Linked DNA regions of Mus musculus: regions 2, 3, 4 and 5 are each linked to region 1. The links are chromatin contacts, called in public Hi-C, HiChIP or PLAC-seq and promoter capture Hi-C maps. All regions are on one chromosome and are shown on one strand. Each heading gives the region's core, a stretch centred on a gene start, on an enhancer-like site or on the middle of the called end of the contact. The rest is flanking DNA. Distances are from core to core; before and after follow the strand shown.

Region 1 (2,700 bases), core at 135-2,634:
AAGTATGTCATTAAATGTGCTTAAATTTCCAGACTGGGTTTCCCAGACCTTTAGTGTCTTCTGCAGCCTGTGTCTCTTCCGTCTATTGTTATCTAATCTCCCCTTCCCAGCCACTCAGGAAAATTCACAGTTGGGTTCCCCAAAGTCCAGCTCTCTGGCAGTCTTCAGAAATAGTTCTCTCCACGTGTCAGAATTTCAGCAGTAAGTACATGTTGACTGGAACATTGAGCTGCATGCTTAAAAAAAAAAAGTCTCCCACTAAATTATACAACATGCAGCTGAGAAAATAACGGAGATGCTTAAAGAACGCATTCCATACATGTACTCGCAGGATATGCTTTTGGGAAAAGAACGCGAGCTTCCTTCCCCTGTGCTAAATAAGACTAGAGATAGATTGCTCCATTTAAGATTTCCATTAATTCCATTAATAAACTTCTCAGAATATGAAATGTCTCGAGAATGTAGTGAGGCTAAGATGAAAGCCGCATAATTCTCACTGGTGTCAGGCCTGGCACGCAGGAGAAGATATGCTAATGCGGCCGTTTGCCGCAGGGCTGGTGTTATTTATATAGTGCTAGCTGGGCAAGGCTGGCTCTGGAGTCTGGAGTGCCAAGAGCATTTGGATCTCCTGTGAGGTGTAGATGTGTGCGCGCCTGTGCGCAGAGCATAGGAATTGTGATTCCGAGACCTTGGGGAGGGGGTGGGGCAGGCCGCCCTCATTCACGTTTGTATCGAGTGTGTGGCTTCTGTTGAAGGTCTAGCCTTCTAGAGTTGTGTTTATTTGACATTCATTCTGGAGCACAGAAAGAAATGGCGATTTGGGGCGGGTGCTGCAGTAGGTCGTGTGTGACCCAGCGTTGTAAGGGGCTGTCATCCTAAAATTGGCAAACATGCCTCCTTGCCCCAGCTCCGTGACCATAAAAAGCTGCCTTATTTGAGTCTGGAAGAAGAACAGAAGGTTGTTCTGGAAGACAGGCAACCCTTGGGCTCAAGACCAGGAGTGGGGTGCCAGCCGCCAGGCACCTCGGAAACGAACAGAGGTCACGGAGAGCCGGTGTGCCCGGGGCGAGGTCCCTTGCGGCTGTGGGACTTGAGACTGGCAGACGACACTGTCCTCTCACTCCCAGCCAGTGCAGACTCCTTGGTGACCCCCGTCCCCCGCGCCCAGAGACCACCAGGGATCTTGCAGCGGCCCGGGTGTCCCTCTCCCCGCCCCTGCGTCTGTCCGGGCGGTGGCGACACGGCCCGGCTGGAGGGGGCGCTCGTGCGCAGGAGCGGCGCAGCAGGTGCCGCGGTTACCTCCACCTCGGCGGGGGGAGAGGGGGCGGGCCGGGGCGGGAGGCGGAGGCCGGCTCGGTGAGCCGAGAGCGCGGCCGGCTCCGCAGGCTGGCTGCGAGCTTGCGGCTTCCGGGAGCGCCCGAAGTCCGTGGAGGATCTCCCAACCCGCGGCCGCCGGCGGCCCCAGCACAACGCGCACCGGTGCCCGCAGGGCCCCGAGTCGCGACAAGGGCGCGGGTCCGGCTCCTCCTCCTCCCCGGCCGGCGCGCATCAGCGGAGAGCCTCGTAGCTAGGCGGGCGCCCGGGCCGCGGCGCGGATGAGCCGCGGCGGCTGAGGACTCGAACGGTTTCTGCCCGGCGCCCAGGGCACGGGGGTGCGCGGGTGACATGGGGGTGGCCTGACTCGCCGGGCCCGGAGCACTCTCTCCGGCCGCGGGCCCTCCTCCTCGGCGGCGGCGCTGTGCCCGGGCGCCCGCCGAGCTCCGCCGCGCTCTATGCGCCTCTGCGGGAGCCGCGGGCCCTGGCCATGGCGATAGACCGGCGGCGTGAGGCGGCGGGTAGTGGTGCCGGGCGGCAGCCGGCCCCGGCGGAGGAGAACGGCTCCCTGCCGCCCGGGGACGCGGCGGCCTCGGCGCCCCTCGGAGGGCGCGCGGGCTCCGGCAGCAGCGCGGAGATCCAGCCACTGCCTGCGCTGCACCCCAGCGGCGGCCCGCACTCGAGCTGCTGCGCGGCGACAGCCGCCCCGAGCCTCCTGTTGCTGGACTACGATGGCTCCGTGCTGCCCTTCCTCGGGGGCCTGGGCGGCGGCTACCAGAAGACCCTGGTGGTGCTCACCTGGATCCCGGCACTGTTCATTGGCTTCAGCCAGTTCTCGGACTCCTTCCTTCTGGACCAGCCCGATTTCTGGTGCCGCGGGGCCGGCAAAGGCACCGAGCTGGCGGGTGCCACTGTCACCGGCCGATGGGGTGACATGGGCAATTGGACCAGCCCCTCGGCCACCCCCTTCTCCACTGCCTCCTGGGGGACCACGAGCAACCGAAGCAACAGCAGCGACACACCACCCCTCCCATCCCCTCCAGGCAAGGGGAACAACGACTCAAATTGCGACTGCCACGCGTGGGACTACGGCATCCGCACTGGTCTCATCCAAAACGTGGTCAGCAAGGTAAGGGCCACGACCGCCGCGTCCCCGCGTTCTTCTTGTGAACCTTTTTCTTCTGACCTCGGTCGCCTCTGCTCTGTGCTCCATCTCTCATTCTCTGCAGACTTAGGTCCAAACCTACCCAGTTGAGGAACCCAAAATGTTAGCCTGTGTACGCACAACCCCGCATTGACTGGGCTCCCGGCTGTCCCTCAAAGGAGATGCTCTTACTTGGATGTGAAGCCAAGGCTTTTTTGCCGCCCTCTGCGGTGCCCGTGACG
Region 2 (2,700 bases), core at 112-2,611, 230 kb after region 1:
ACCCACACTGAGCCAGCTTTCTTTCATTTCCCAGGGCCCCTTGCCCAGAGAGAACATTGCCCTCCACAGTCAGAAGGGCCTCTGTATCTCTTAAAAACCAAGGCAATCTCACAGAGGCACACCACAGACCAACCTGACAGAGATAATTACTTGAGACTCTTCAAGTGATTCCAGGTTGTGTCAAATCCACAGCTAATGCTAACTAGGTCACTGTCAATCTCAACAGTTCTTCACCAGGCCTCCCTTCCACAGTGTGTCGACTTGACAAGACTACCACATACAACAAGCACTTTATCCTTTGAGCAATCTCCACATCCCTAAGTCATCCTAACAGAGCCTTCCACTGCCTCTGGACCAGCTGGCTTTCCACGATGGAGACAAAATTCCGAATGTGGCGGACTGAACAGAGGAAATACTATTTGGGTTCATGGTTTTGGGTTATGTCCTGTTACTTTGGGACTGTGGCAACAGAGCAAGCACATCATGGCCAGCGAATATGGTTAAAAAAAAAAAAAAGGAAGTAAATAAGTATACCTCCTGGTTGCTGGGAAGCCAAGAGAAGAGGGGGAAGCCAGGGTCCCAGGGTACCAGGGTCCCTGTAGGTCCCTGTATTGGCCAAAGGTTCTTTAGAAGACTAGAATAGGTGAATGTGAGTGTATGTCTACATAGATGCATGTGGCTTGCATAATAAGGTTCTGGTGACCTGACAAAGGCTGTATGTATGCAGGAGAGGCTATTCAGAGCACAAAGCTGGATACTGAAGGGCTCTAGCAGGCCCAAGCATGGCAAACACAGACCTGAGAATGGCAAACATGGCTGTCAGACCTTGCCTTTCCCCTATTTCCTTTACCTTGCTAAACAGATTATATTCTTGAAGCTAGTCTCCAAGGTCCCTCACTCCTTCTGTCTGAGGCTAACTACCAAGATCCAGCTATCAAAATATTGAAATCCAGAAATTAAAAGCTCCCTTTGGTTCACCTAATTAACATACCCAAATTAAAACAAAACACCTCACCTAGCACCAGGTTTCCCCCATTTTTCCCTTATAAACTTCCATGTTCAGGTGGGCCATATCTGTCTCCTCTCTATCCAGAGACAGTCCTTTGTCAATCTGGGACAAATATCTTTTCCCCCACTCTCTGTCCTTCCCCTTCTCCCTCATCCTTCATTTCCTGTCTTTGTCTCTTATTCCTTGCCCTTTCTCCCTCTGAGGCAAATAAATCTCCTTTGTGCTAAGAACTTGGTCTTGGGGTGTCTTGTGTGGATTCTGGAACTTTCAGATACCACAGCAATTCCATTCTGGAGCCAAAGGCTCCAGATTCCTGGTGAGTCATTGGTATTCGTTCCAGGATGGAAGGCCGAAAGAAGTCAGAGTCTGATGGTAATGGTGGCAGCGGCAGTGGGAGCCACAGGACTGGAGTCCTCTGCAAGAGACAAAGGCAAGCATCACTGATTTTCCCTCAGAGCTTGTATCCCAGCTGTGTCACCCACAGTGAGGGGAGCACCACCCCCAAACACAACTCTGGAATCTCCCTCAGAGACATGGCCAGAGCCATTGTCTCCTAAGTATTTCAGATTCAGTAAAATTAAACAAGAGCCATTACAGCCCCAATGGTCTGGGTCCCTCCTCCTACAGGTTCTACCTCTTCAAGCTGGGAATCATGTCTTAAACAAAAAGGCCTGTGTGGGACATCCCAGATCCAAACTGTAGCACATGATCTTGGAAGTCTCCATGGCCTTAGTCTGGCATTTCTTCAGAAATTCTGTGAAATATTCAGGGCATCAAGTTGCTCTGCCTTCTTGCTTCCAAGTTGTGTGACTTTGAGCAACTTACTCAACCTCTCTGTGGTTTCATTTCTTCACCTATACATCTCAAATGATCGTTGTACAGTCATTATAAGGTTGAACACAAATGAGCAGTGTATGACACTATTATGGCTTGTCATTGTTGATGACGTGAAAGGGATTACAGGAGTCTGACTCCCTAAGCAGAAAGGCACACCTCTGCCAGTGTCTCCTCTGGAGCCGCAGCTGCATACAGGTCAAAGAACAGGATTACATCGGTGCCACGCTGTAACTGTGGGAGGCATGAGTCACACATTGGACACTCTCCAGAGTATTAGGTTGAATCATATGAAATTGTGAAATTCTGTGGAGAAAACCATGGATTACTATCAGGTGATCCCACTGCCAAGCCTTGAGCAAAGGAAATGGAGAATACAGGGTTTTCAGCACCCCAATGCCCTACACCCTGAACTCTTTCCTCTTGTCCTTGTTTCTTATGATGAGCCATGACCCAGGTTAGATCTTCTGAGTCCACATCTGGCTCCTTAGTCTTGGCAATTGCCTGCTTATCACCTGGAATCTCCATCAGATGCACGTTCTGATCCAGTGGTCCTGAGGAGTAGTCAGGAATCCTAGACTTGTAGCAAGCTTGGGGGGGGGGGGGCAGGGGCTGCCACTTGTCCCCTGAAAAGGAGACTCCTGAATATCATGGCAGCTGTGACTCATGGCATCTGCAGAGAGCCCAGTGAATCCTTCCTCTTGCAACATTAACACGTCAAGACAGAATTAAGAAAGTGACTGAAGGGCGGCAGCACCTGTCAAGCTCCTGCCCTTCCCATCTCCATGGTTTTCAGATGCTATCCCACCAGTAAGCCCACAAATTCTTTCCTTTTTTTCCCTTGCCTTTCTCCACTG
Region 3 (2,700 bases), core at 99-2,598, 230 kb before region 1:
TCATTCTATGTATATGGTACATTGCATTTATCAATTTACATTTGTTGAACCATCTCTGTATCTCTAGAATGAAGCCTACTTGATCGAGGTGGATGATCTTTTCGCTGTATTGTTGGATTTGATTTAAAATATTTTATAGAGAATTTTCACATTTATGTTCATAAGGAAAATTCAGCTGTAATTGTCTTTCTTTGTTGGGTCTTTAGGTGGCTTAGGTGTCTGGGTAGCAGTGACTTTGTAAGAAGAACTGGGCAATGTTTCCATACTTTTAAAACAACCTTCAAAGTACACAAAGCAATAAAGGACAAAAGTCACAATAGAATCAATCAACTGTCAGGGATAGCTGGAAGTTTTAATGAGCATGTCAGGCAGTGTTAGTCATCCTTGTTCATTTTGTTTTCCTGATGCAGGCTGTATGTTGCTATATAACCCAGGCTAGCCCCCAAATCATGATCTTCCTCCCTCAACTTAGCAGAAATGCTGGGATTACTGGTTTATATCACCAATCCTGAATAGCTGCCTTCTTACTTACTTGATAACAGAACTTTGGAAGGAGCAAGAGAATCAATTGCTCCAGGAAAGTCTTGAGCTGATATGTGGAAGAGGTTTCTATGTAGGTTTGCTAAAACTGTCAAATACCCATTCATTGTAAGAGTATTTTGTAATGAACTGGTTTCACATGGATGGTTCAATCCCTGTTCTTTCTTTCAATATGGATGAACAAGCAGAAAGTGTTGGGAGGGCTGCTCTGAGGTTGCTTATGTCTTTCAGGGCATGCAGTCTTCCATTTGAAAGCCCCGAAATACATGATTGGCATCATCAAAGCCACTTTGGGGCAAAGATCAAGGGCAAGTGGCCATGACTCTAAGAGTGTCCCTGACTTAGCTGAAGCCTCATTGCACAGTAACCAGTGAGCCAAATAATTTTTGGACAGCTAATCTAGGGCCAATTCCTTCTCATATCTCCGCATGCCAAGTTCTGCCTTCTATGTTCCACTCTTATATTTACCCACCACACCCAGTTTCATATTCAAATTTATGAAATAATAATATTCTGTGAATGTTTAAAAGTATTTTCTGGTAAGATTGGAAGATTTTAAAACATTTCTATTGAGTTGAAATAAAGCCATACATAATTTCTTAGCCATACATAACATCTTGGGGGGGCTCTCCTTTGGGGTCTTATTGAATAATTTAAAATTTATCAGGTTCATTTGCACAAGCAAAGATAATTTTTTTTGTTCTTTGTTTCAAATCTCTTCAATTTTACTCTTCACATTGCCTTTGTGCTTGAGGGAAATTTACCTCTGAGCTGTTGCCATGGTAACCAGGCAGCTGCCTTAGTGGAACAAATCTATGACATGCAAATAAGCAAATGGGGGTGAATGTGATGTACAGTGACGATATTCACCCTGTCTCTTATCAGCAATGTGTCACATTAAAAGCCATTGTGATATTTTTAAAAGACCCTGTCAGATTTAGTCACATGAAGTCTCCATTCATACAGAAAACATTTGAATCAAGTGCTATGGCTGAATGACACATGCACTCATAGTCAATTTTTCTGTTAGCTATTCTTTAAGCTGGCCCTATCCTGGCACCCACATTGCATGCTACCCCTTCTTCATTTCTATTTGGGTTTGTCTTTGTGACCAGTCCTAACAATTGGACATCCCTTCCAGGGTTAAATTGTTAAAAAGCCCACGGTGTCTATCTTTCAGTTCACACTCTATGAGAAGCTAGATGTGTGCCATAATGACTCTTCATGTAACAATATACTAAAGTCTCTGGCACAAAAGTCTGTGAAGACCTGAGGATTCCAGCTGTGGTTTAAGTGAGCTTGGCAGCAGATCTTCTAGCTGGCCATCTGTTTAACTTCAGCTTCCTTAGCAACACTGAGCCAGAGCCACTCTATAACCAAACTGCCTTAGGATCCTGACACTCAGAAAGCAGGAGATAAGAAATGCTCTTGTTTATTAAGTTGCTAATGTGTGTGGGAGTAATTTGTTATGCAGCAAGTAACGTAATATTCACTTTGTTCAGGAGATCTCCCTAGCTCTCACTGTGCTATTTCCCTGTCATCAACCTTGTGTCTCCTTGAGTTTTGACTTGGCTTGCTTGGTCTTGGCTTGCCTGGCACAGGGCACATGCTCATTAACCATGTCCTGAGTGGCTGGCTTGTGTGTCATTGTAGGATCAGATCCAGTGAGAGCAGAAAACACAGTCCATGTGGCTAACTCCCCTGAGCTTGCATCAGGCCCTTTCAAGAGGGAGGGAGGGAGGGAGGGAGGGAGGGAGGGAGGGAGGGAGGGAGGGAGGGAGGGAGGGAGGGAAATGTTCTAGGCCAGCCTGGATAACCTCGAAAGATTTCATGAAATAAAGCTGATGTTATTTTATGTGCAAGGTCCTACAGGCAACCCTCAGTAACACACACACACACACACACACACACGGTTTGGTGGAGATAAGTTCCTTGAATTCATTTACTTAATTTACCTTTTAATCCTGTTAAAGGTCCAGTCACTTCATGGAAGTGAAATTTTCTTGCTTTCCCCCCCCTCTCAATCCACAAAGATCCAATGTGATATCCAGCATAGCTACCTCTCCTCTCAGGTTCCCTAGATCACCCTGTCAGGGGGCAGTGGGTGAATGCCCAGGCTTAGACCCACCATTGGCTTCAGGCCAAGCATCCTACAACCAT
Region 4 (2,700 bases), core at 127-2,626, 210 kb before region 1:
CCAAGGAGCTAAAGGGAACTGCAACCCTATAGGTGGAACAACAATAGGAACTAACCAGTACCCCAGAGCTCTTGACTCTAGCTGCATATGTATCGAAAGATGGCCTAGTCGGCCATCACTGGAAAGAGAGGCCCATTGGACTTGCAAACTTTATATGCCCCAGTACAGGGGAACGCCAGGGCCAAAAAGTGGGAGTGGGTGGGTAGGGGAGTTGGGGGGAGGGTATGGGGACTTTTGGGATAGCATTGGAAATGTAAATGAGGAAAATACCTAATAAAAATATTAAAAAAGAAAATAATATTACAAGAAATTATCCAATTAATAAAAAGAAATGCATAAAAAACACAGAGTGCAATATACTAAAATTATTATTGAAAACACAACTACCAAAAATTCAGCTTCTTCAGAGAATTGATTCATAAGAGAGAATCTGTATCATAGGTGTGCTTTGAAAGGATGGGAGAGAATGAAAGCCAGGAACATTCAACTAGGAAGAACCGCTGTAATTTCAGTAGAAGACTTCTGGCCTGGGATTGACTATATGCTGTGCCATAAGAACCAAGGAGGCTGTGAAGTCACATAATGCAAGATGGGCAAGCACTATCAGAAACATCTTGGGTTCGTTGTGTTAGTTGACTTGGAACTAATTTTCACTGTTGCACATTCAGAAACCTTTTACTATTGCTGTTTCCCTCCCCTGCCTTCTGTTATGCAACCACATGTAAGGCTGGACCCTGCCTATCCCAAGAAAGCGTCTTTGGTATTCAGATTCCTGATGGAAGGCATGACAATTCTGTATTCTGTAGCTTGATCATCACTGTCAGCTAAGGGCTAAGAGCAGAGAGCAAGGGAAACAACTGAGAACAAAAAGACCCGCCACATTTTGTTTTAGACCTCTGCAAGATCTGCAAACATTGCTGGTAAGTTTGCGTACATTTCCAGATGTCTGATAGGAAAGGAATCTTCTTGATCTTCTGCCCTGAGTAAATATTATCTGTGTAAACAGCTGTCTGTGCTACACAGACACACGATTGCATTAGGATGGGAGGGAGAGGCCCTGGAAGGTTGGCTGGTCTTGAAGATCGAACTTTTCTCTCTATCTAAAGCAAAGATCTCCAACTCCTTCCCAAAGGGAATGTTAGTTTTAAAGTCACCCACAAGGATTCTGCCTTGCATGCTTTGATGGAGGAAATAAAATTTGTGGACTGAAACACTCACTTTCCTGATATCAAATAAAATGGAGTTTCTCCAACAAGCACTGAATTGATTTTTTTTTTTTTTTTTTTTTTTTTTTTGGTCCAGGAGATAAGATAAATGTGTCTCAGGTTTTGTAACCACTGTTTGACAAGATTTGTAAGACCAACCACAGCTGTCACATGCCAATAGGGGAAGAAACCTGAGGATACATTTGTATGCGTCATATCCCAGGGAGTCAGATACAGTCTTGGAAAAGTGCATTTAACTGTGCACTTTTTAAGTATCAAAGCATTTTCATTTTCTTTTCAGCCTCTGGAAGGCTATGTTTTTGTCATAAATTCAGTATAAGGCAGAGGTAGAATGGCCACAAAACAGAACCACAAATGAACCATTTGAGTAGGGAGATGAACCAAGTTTCTATTCATTTCTAAATTATCATAATTATCAACTTGACACACTAGGGAAGGGGGAAACTCAACTGAAGAATTGTCTCCTTCAGGGTTAGCTTTGGGTACATCTGAGAGGCGTTTTGTTGGTTGTTCATTGATGTGGGAGAGCCCAGCCCACTATATGTGGTGCCATTTGTGGGCAGGTGAGCCTGAGTTGTGTAAGAAAGCAGGCTAAGCAAGCCATGAGAATCTAGCCAGTAAGCAGTGTTCCTCCAGGGTCTCTGCTTCAGTTCCTGCTTCCAGACTCCTGCCTTGAATTCCTGCTTTAGCTTTCCCCCATGGTAGACAGTAACCTGTAAGTTAATTAAGCCCTTTCTTCTCCAAGTTGCTTTTGGCCAGTGTTTTATCACAGAAACAGAAAGCAAACAAGGATACCATAAAACTACTCAGACAGGGAGCTAGGCTGTGGGATAAGCCAGAATTCAATGCTCTTGCCGAGGGCTACAATTATATCTTCTGTATTTCTCTGTATCATACCAACTACAGAACTAGTCAATGATGCTTGTTGAAAGCATTCTTGTTTTCACATCTAGTCTGCCTCACAAGTTTCTATAGTACAGTTGAGCTTTACTACATGGAGAGTGTAGTTCAGGGGTAGAGTGCTTCACCAGCGCTTGAGAGACCCTCAATTTAATCTCCTACATTGGGTAGGAGGCAGCCAATGACCCATAGCCAGTGAGTAGCTTGTATTGGATGAATGAGGACGTGTAGCTCAAGGGATATGATTCTTTATAGAAGACTTCTTTATAAGTTACCTAGGCAGGGTTTATGAACATATGTGGAGAACTGGCCCATTGTGCATGATTGCCAGAAGCAAAATGTATTGCTTGCCTATCGTAGTGGCAAGGGACCAGACAATACGAAGGAAAGATTTATTTTGGTTCAGTTCATCATGAAAGTGGCAAAGCAGAGCATCTCCATAGTGTTGGGCGAGTGAGATGGAGCCCCTCACATGGCAGCTGGACAAGGAAATAGAAAGCTCAGGCTGGAGCCTTCAAGCCCTGCCGACCATGACAAGGTCCTGTCAGCTAAGCCATATATCCTGAAGGTTCCA
Region 5 (2,700 bases), core at 135-2,634, 250 kb after region 1:
CATAGCAACTTTTATTAAAAGTAAAAGTGTGTACAAGAATACCACCCCCAACACACACACACATACACACACACACACACACACACACACACACACACACACACACACGACAAACTAACTCCTTACAAGTAGGAAGAGCCAAAAACTGAAATTTGTACCACTATCCCCAGGAGAGCTCAGCTCTTATAAATGTTTATGATAGAGTAGATCTCTGTCTCCTCATCTTTAACTGGTCAAATTAGACAAAGAAAGTGAGCTGACTGGCTTACAGCATCCAGGGTCAACGCCTGGCTAGGATGCATCAGGGCAGGGCAGCCAGAGGGAGTTCACCAAGGAAAGGAGGAAGCCTGCCAACTCTTTGTCCTGGGTGACAAAGGAGCCAGAAGAATGCCACCCTGTTTATGCGTGGCCTCTTTCCCCATCTGCCTGCCTACCAGAGTGTTCTCTGACTGGTATATTCTTGCATGCACTGCCCTTTCCAGAGCACAAAGCCTGCCTGCATACCATGTCAAGTCTGGAGAATTTGCCAGTCAGTTCCACCGACTAGCTCCAGGTCCTGGCAGAAGATGGCTTTCCATACCTCAGATCCGAGCTTACTGCTCCCTATCCCAATGGGCCAGGACCACAGTGAGGTTCCTGCCTCTTGACCATGACCTGTGGCTGCTCTGCAGCTAGTAGTTGATATCTGAAATGGTAAGTGAAGATGTAATGCTGGTTCCCAGATGGGTCCTATGAATATTACCAGGGGTGAAGGATTTTAGCAATGTGCAGAAGTTTGAATTTCATTCACGTAGGTATCAGGAGGGCAAGTGTGTCTCTGGTTCTCTGTAGTGAGCTAGGGAAATGCTTTGGATAAATGAAGGCAGAAAGGCGAAGGTGGTCATGGCATGGATGGCTGCTACCTCTTCCTCCGACACACCTGGAGGGCAAATTCCTTAAGTTCCAGAGACCCAGATTGACTAAGGAAGTGCACAGTAAGCAAAGACCTGGTACAAGGCCAAACAGGATATGTGACACAGAGACGTGTTAGCCCTGTTCCCATCCTGCTCTGGGAACTGGAAAGGACACTTCAGAGCCTTTTCCCATGGGCAGGGTGATGGGTGTGGAGGGTGCTCTTTCTTTTCTTATGGGTTTCAAAGGGTTCCACGTCATGTGAATAAAGAGGACTCCTTCTTGGTCCCCCACAAAAATAAGGAGAGAAAAGGAAAACCAGGGTGTGAATAAAAATAGAAGTGAGCTCAGTGCTCTCACAAGCAAGGTTCTCAATGGATCTGGACCTTCAGTGAGTGGAAAGAGCTCATTTGCAATGGAATCCCACGATCAGGCTTCTGGGCTTTCTGTTTTCGCCACATTCACACCCCAACAAAGGACTGTGGCATCATCACTAAGGCAGGAAATGAGGGGGTGAGTAGACATTGGCTGCATTCCCCCTTCTTCTGAGTTCAGACAGACAGTCCTGGAGGCTGGGTGCTGGTTGCCTAGGAAACAGCTTGGATGTGAAACTAGAAAAAGCTCTATCAGCATCAGGAGATGCAATTACTGGTTTTTGTTTTGTTTTGTTTTGATTTTTTTCTTCCTTTCTTTCTGGTATTGTGTGATGCTAGGGGTGGGGAGGAACATTCCTTTAACGCTTCTGAGCCAATTTTTTTCACACATAAGGAGACAGGTTATATTCTACTCGCTCCCACTCCCCCTCTTTCCCCTTCCCCCTCCCCTTCCCCTTCCCCATCCCCCTCCCCCTCCCCCTTTCTCTCTCTCTCTCTCTCTCTCTCTCTCTCTCTCTCTCTCTCTCTCTCTCTCTCTCTCTCTCTCTCTCTCTCTCTCTCTCTCTCTCTCTCTCGCATCAAAACCGGTACTGAGCCTAGCAAACACTTGGCATGGCTTTCATCTCTTGTCTCCCACCCACACAGCCAGCTTGCTGCACTTAACAGGCACCAGCTGAATAATCAGGATGTGATAAGAAAATAGGTTGGTAGTGAGAACTTCATCTTTGTAACTTTCATGATAGTAAAAACTTAAGTTTCATGGTGCAGTGTTAGATTATCAATCGTTTGTAAACCAAAACATCACTAGAGATGCAAATGTGTCTAACCACTTCTGAAAAATATAGTTATTGTTTTCTGTTTGAATAAGCATAGCTACATAGTGGGGATGTATGCTGAAGTTTCTCGTTAGGTCACTCATTTTCCTCTACTTGTATTCAGACTCAAGTGAAATGGATGTGGAGTCAACAAACAGCAGGAGCCACCTGTCTGTGGAAGAGCAACGAGACTTTTAATACCACTGCGCTAACAGGAGAATTCAGACTCCACGTACAGATAATGCTGGACTACCCCTGCCACTCCCAAATTTAGCTCCCAGCCAGGGAACCATGTCTCACAAGGAGGAGCTCTTAGTCAACATGCACTGCAAAAGACTTAAAAATTTCAGGTCGGTTGTTTAACGAGCAAAGCAGGTGTTGTTTAGACTACCAGACTTCTGCTTCCAGGCTATGAGGCTATCATTTCACCAGCTGTGGGTAGCTGGAGCTAGTGGGTATACCTGAAGTGTTGTCTTCAGATAAAGAGGAGATGACTGGCCTTTGTCACCTTGATGGCCAAGACTGATCAGAGGAAAGGGAGTAGAGGGACTGTAGGCCTCAATGCGGGGCATCTATGAAAAGTTCCCTAGGATAGCAAATATCACAACAGGGGCTGCACA

The links. Promoter capture Hi-C pulls out the DNA fragments that hold promoters and counts their contacts. Hi-C and Micro-C count contacts between places; a contact is called where the count stands out from the background. HiChIP or PLAC-seq counts read pairs in DNA pulled down with a chosen protein or histone mark.
Region 2: a contact with region 1 is called in an HNF4G HiChIP or PLAC-seq map of pancreatic cancer cells. The contact joins the promoter of 4930447K03Rik here to the promoter of Slc22a23 in region 1. A contact is called at or near these places in 5 of 39 promoter capture datasets (the HPC-7 cell line, cranial neural crest, hematopoietic stem and progenitor cells and 1 more) and 2 of 115 datasets of contacts at active chromatin or transcription factors (pancreatic cancer cells and stem cell-derived neural progenitor cells).
Region 3: a Hi-C map of cortical neurons shows a contact between it and region 1, with 2.9 times the contacts expected there. The contact joins the enhancer-like site here to the promoter of Slc22a23 in region 1. A contact is called at or near these places in 3 of 39 promoter capture datasets (hippocampal neurons, liver and neutrophils), 1 of 15 datasets of contacts at CTCF or cohesin (the NIH/3T3 cell line), 2 of 484 Hi-C or Micro-C datasets (both in cortical neurons), 6 of 115 datasets of contacts at active chromatin or transcription factors (SST interneurons, embryonic forebrain, embryonic midbrain and 3 more) and 1 of 9 other capture datasets (adipose tissue).
Region 4: a contact with region 1 is called in a Hi-C map of liver, with 2.5 times the contacts expected there. The contact joins the enhancer-like site here to the promoter of Slc22a23 in region 1. A contact is called at or near these places in 5 of 39 promoter capture datasets (the 3T3-L1 cell line, 3T3-L1-derived adipocytes, cranial neural crest and 2 more), 1 of 15 datasets of contacts at CTCF or cohesin (the NIH/3T3 cell line), 2 of 484 Hi-C or Micro-C datasets (both in liver), 2 of 115 datasets of contacts at active chromatin or transcription factors (embryonic midbrain and embryonic stem cells) and 1 of 9 other capture datasets (adipose tissue).
Region 5: a contact with region 1 is called in a promoter capture Hi-C map of embryonic stem cells. The contact joins the enhancer-like site here to the promoter of Slc22a23 in region 1. A contact is called at or near these places in 3 of 39 promoter capture datasets (embryonic stem cells, fetal liver and liver) and 3 of 115 datasets of contacts at active chromatin or transcription factors (embryonic stem cells, pancreatic cancer cells and stem cell-derived neural progenitor cells).

Annotation. Positions count from the first base shown.
Region 1 is chr13:34,343,902-34,346,601 of GRCm38.p6, reverse strand. Slc22a23 (solute carrier family 22, member 23) reads left to right here and starts at 1,384. Exons shown (of 10, transcript NM_001382849.1): 1 at 1,384-2,443. The coding sequence starts at 1,805.
Region 2 is chr13:34,111,933-34,114,632 of GRCm38.p6, reverse strand. 4930447K03Rik (RIKEN cDNA 4930447K03 gene) reads left to right here and starts at 1,361. Exons shown (of 5, transcript NR_046184.1): 1 at 1,361-1,439.
Region 3 is chr13:34,574,774-34,577,473 of GRCm38.p6, reverse strand. No RefSeq gene overlaps it. Among named protein-coding and RNA genes, the nearest start is that of Gm40909, 70 kb to the right of the region's middle. Within about 2 kb of position 1,348, at least 38 of the 459 cell types and tissues checked have an H3K27ac peak or open chromatin away from gene starts, as enhancers often do. A contact at or near this core is called in SST interneurons, cortical neurons, embryonic forebrain and 1 more, where this site is marked.
Region 4 is chr13:34,548,992-34,551,691 of GRCm38.p6, reverse strand. No RefSeq gene overlaps it. Among named protein-coding and RNA genes, the nearest start is that of Gm40909, 44 kb to the right of the region's middle. Within about 2 kb of position 1,376, at least 4 of the 459 cell types and tissues checked have an H3K27ac peak or open chromatin away from gene starts, as enhancers often do. A contact at or near this core is called in liver, where this site is marked.
Region 5 is chr13:34,094,960-34,097,659 of GRCm38.p6, reverse strand. 4930447K03Rik (RIKEN cDNA 4930447K03 gene) reads left to right here. Exons shown (of 5, transcript NR_046184.1): 3 at 2,205-2,430. Among named protein-coding and RNA genes, the nearest start is that of 4930447K03Rik, 17 kb to the left of the region's middle. Within about 2 kb of position 1,384, at least 141 of the 459 cell types and tissues checked have an H3K27ac peak or open chromatin away from gene starts, as enhancers often do. A contact at or near this core is called in embryonic stem cells and stem cell-derived neural progenitor cells, where this site is marked.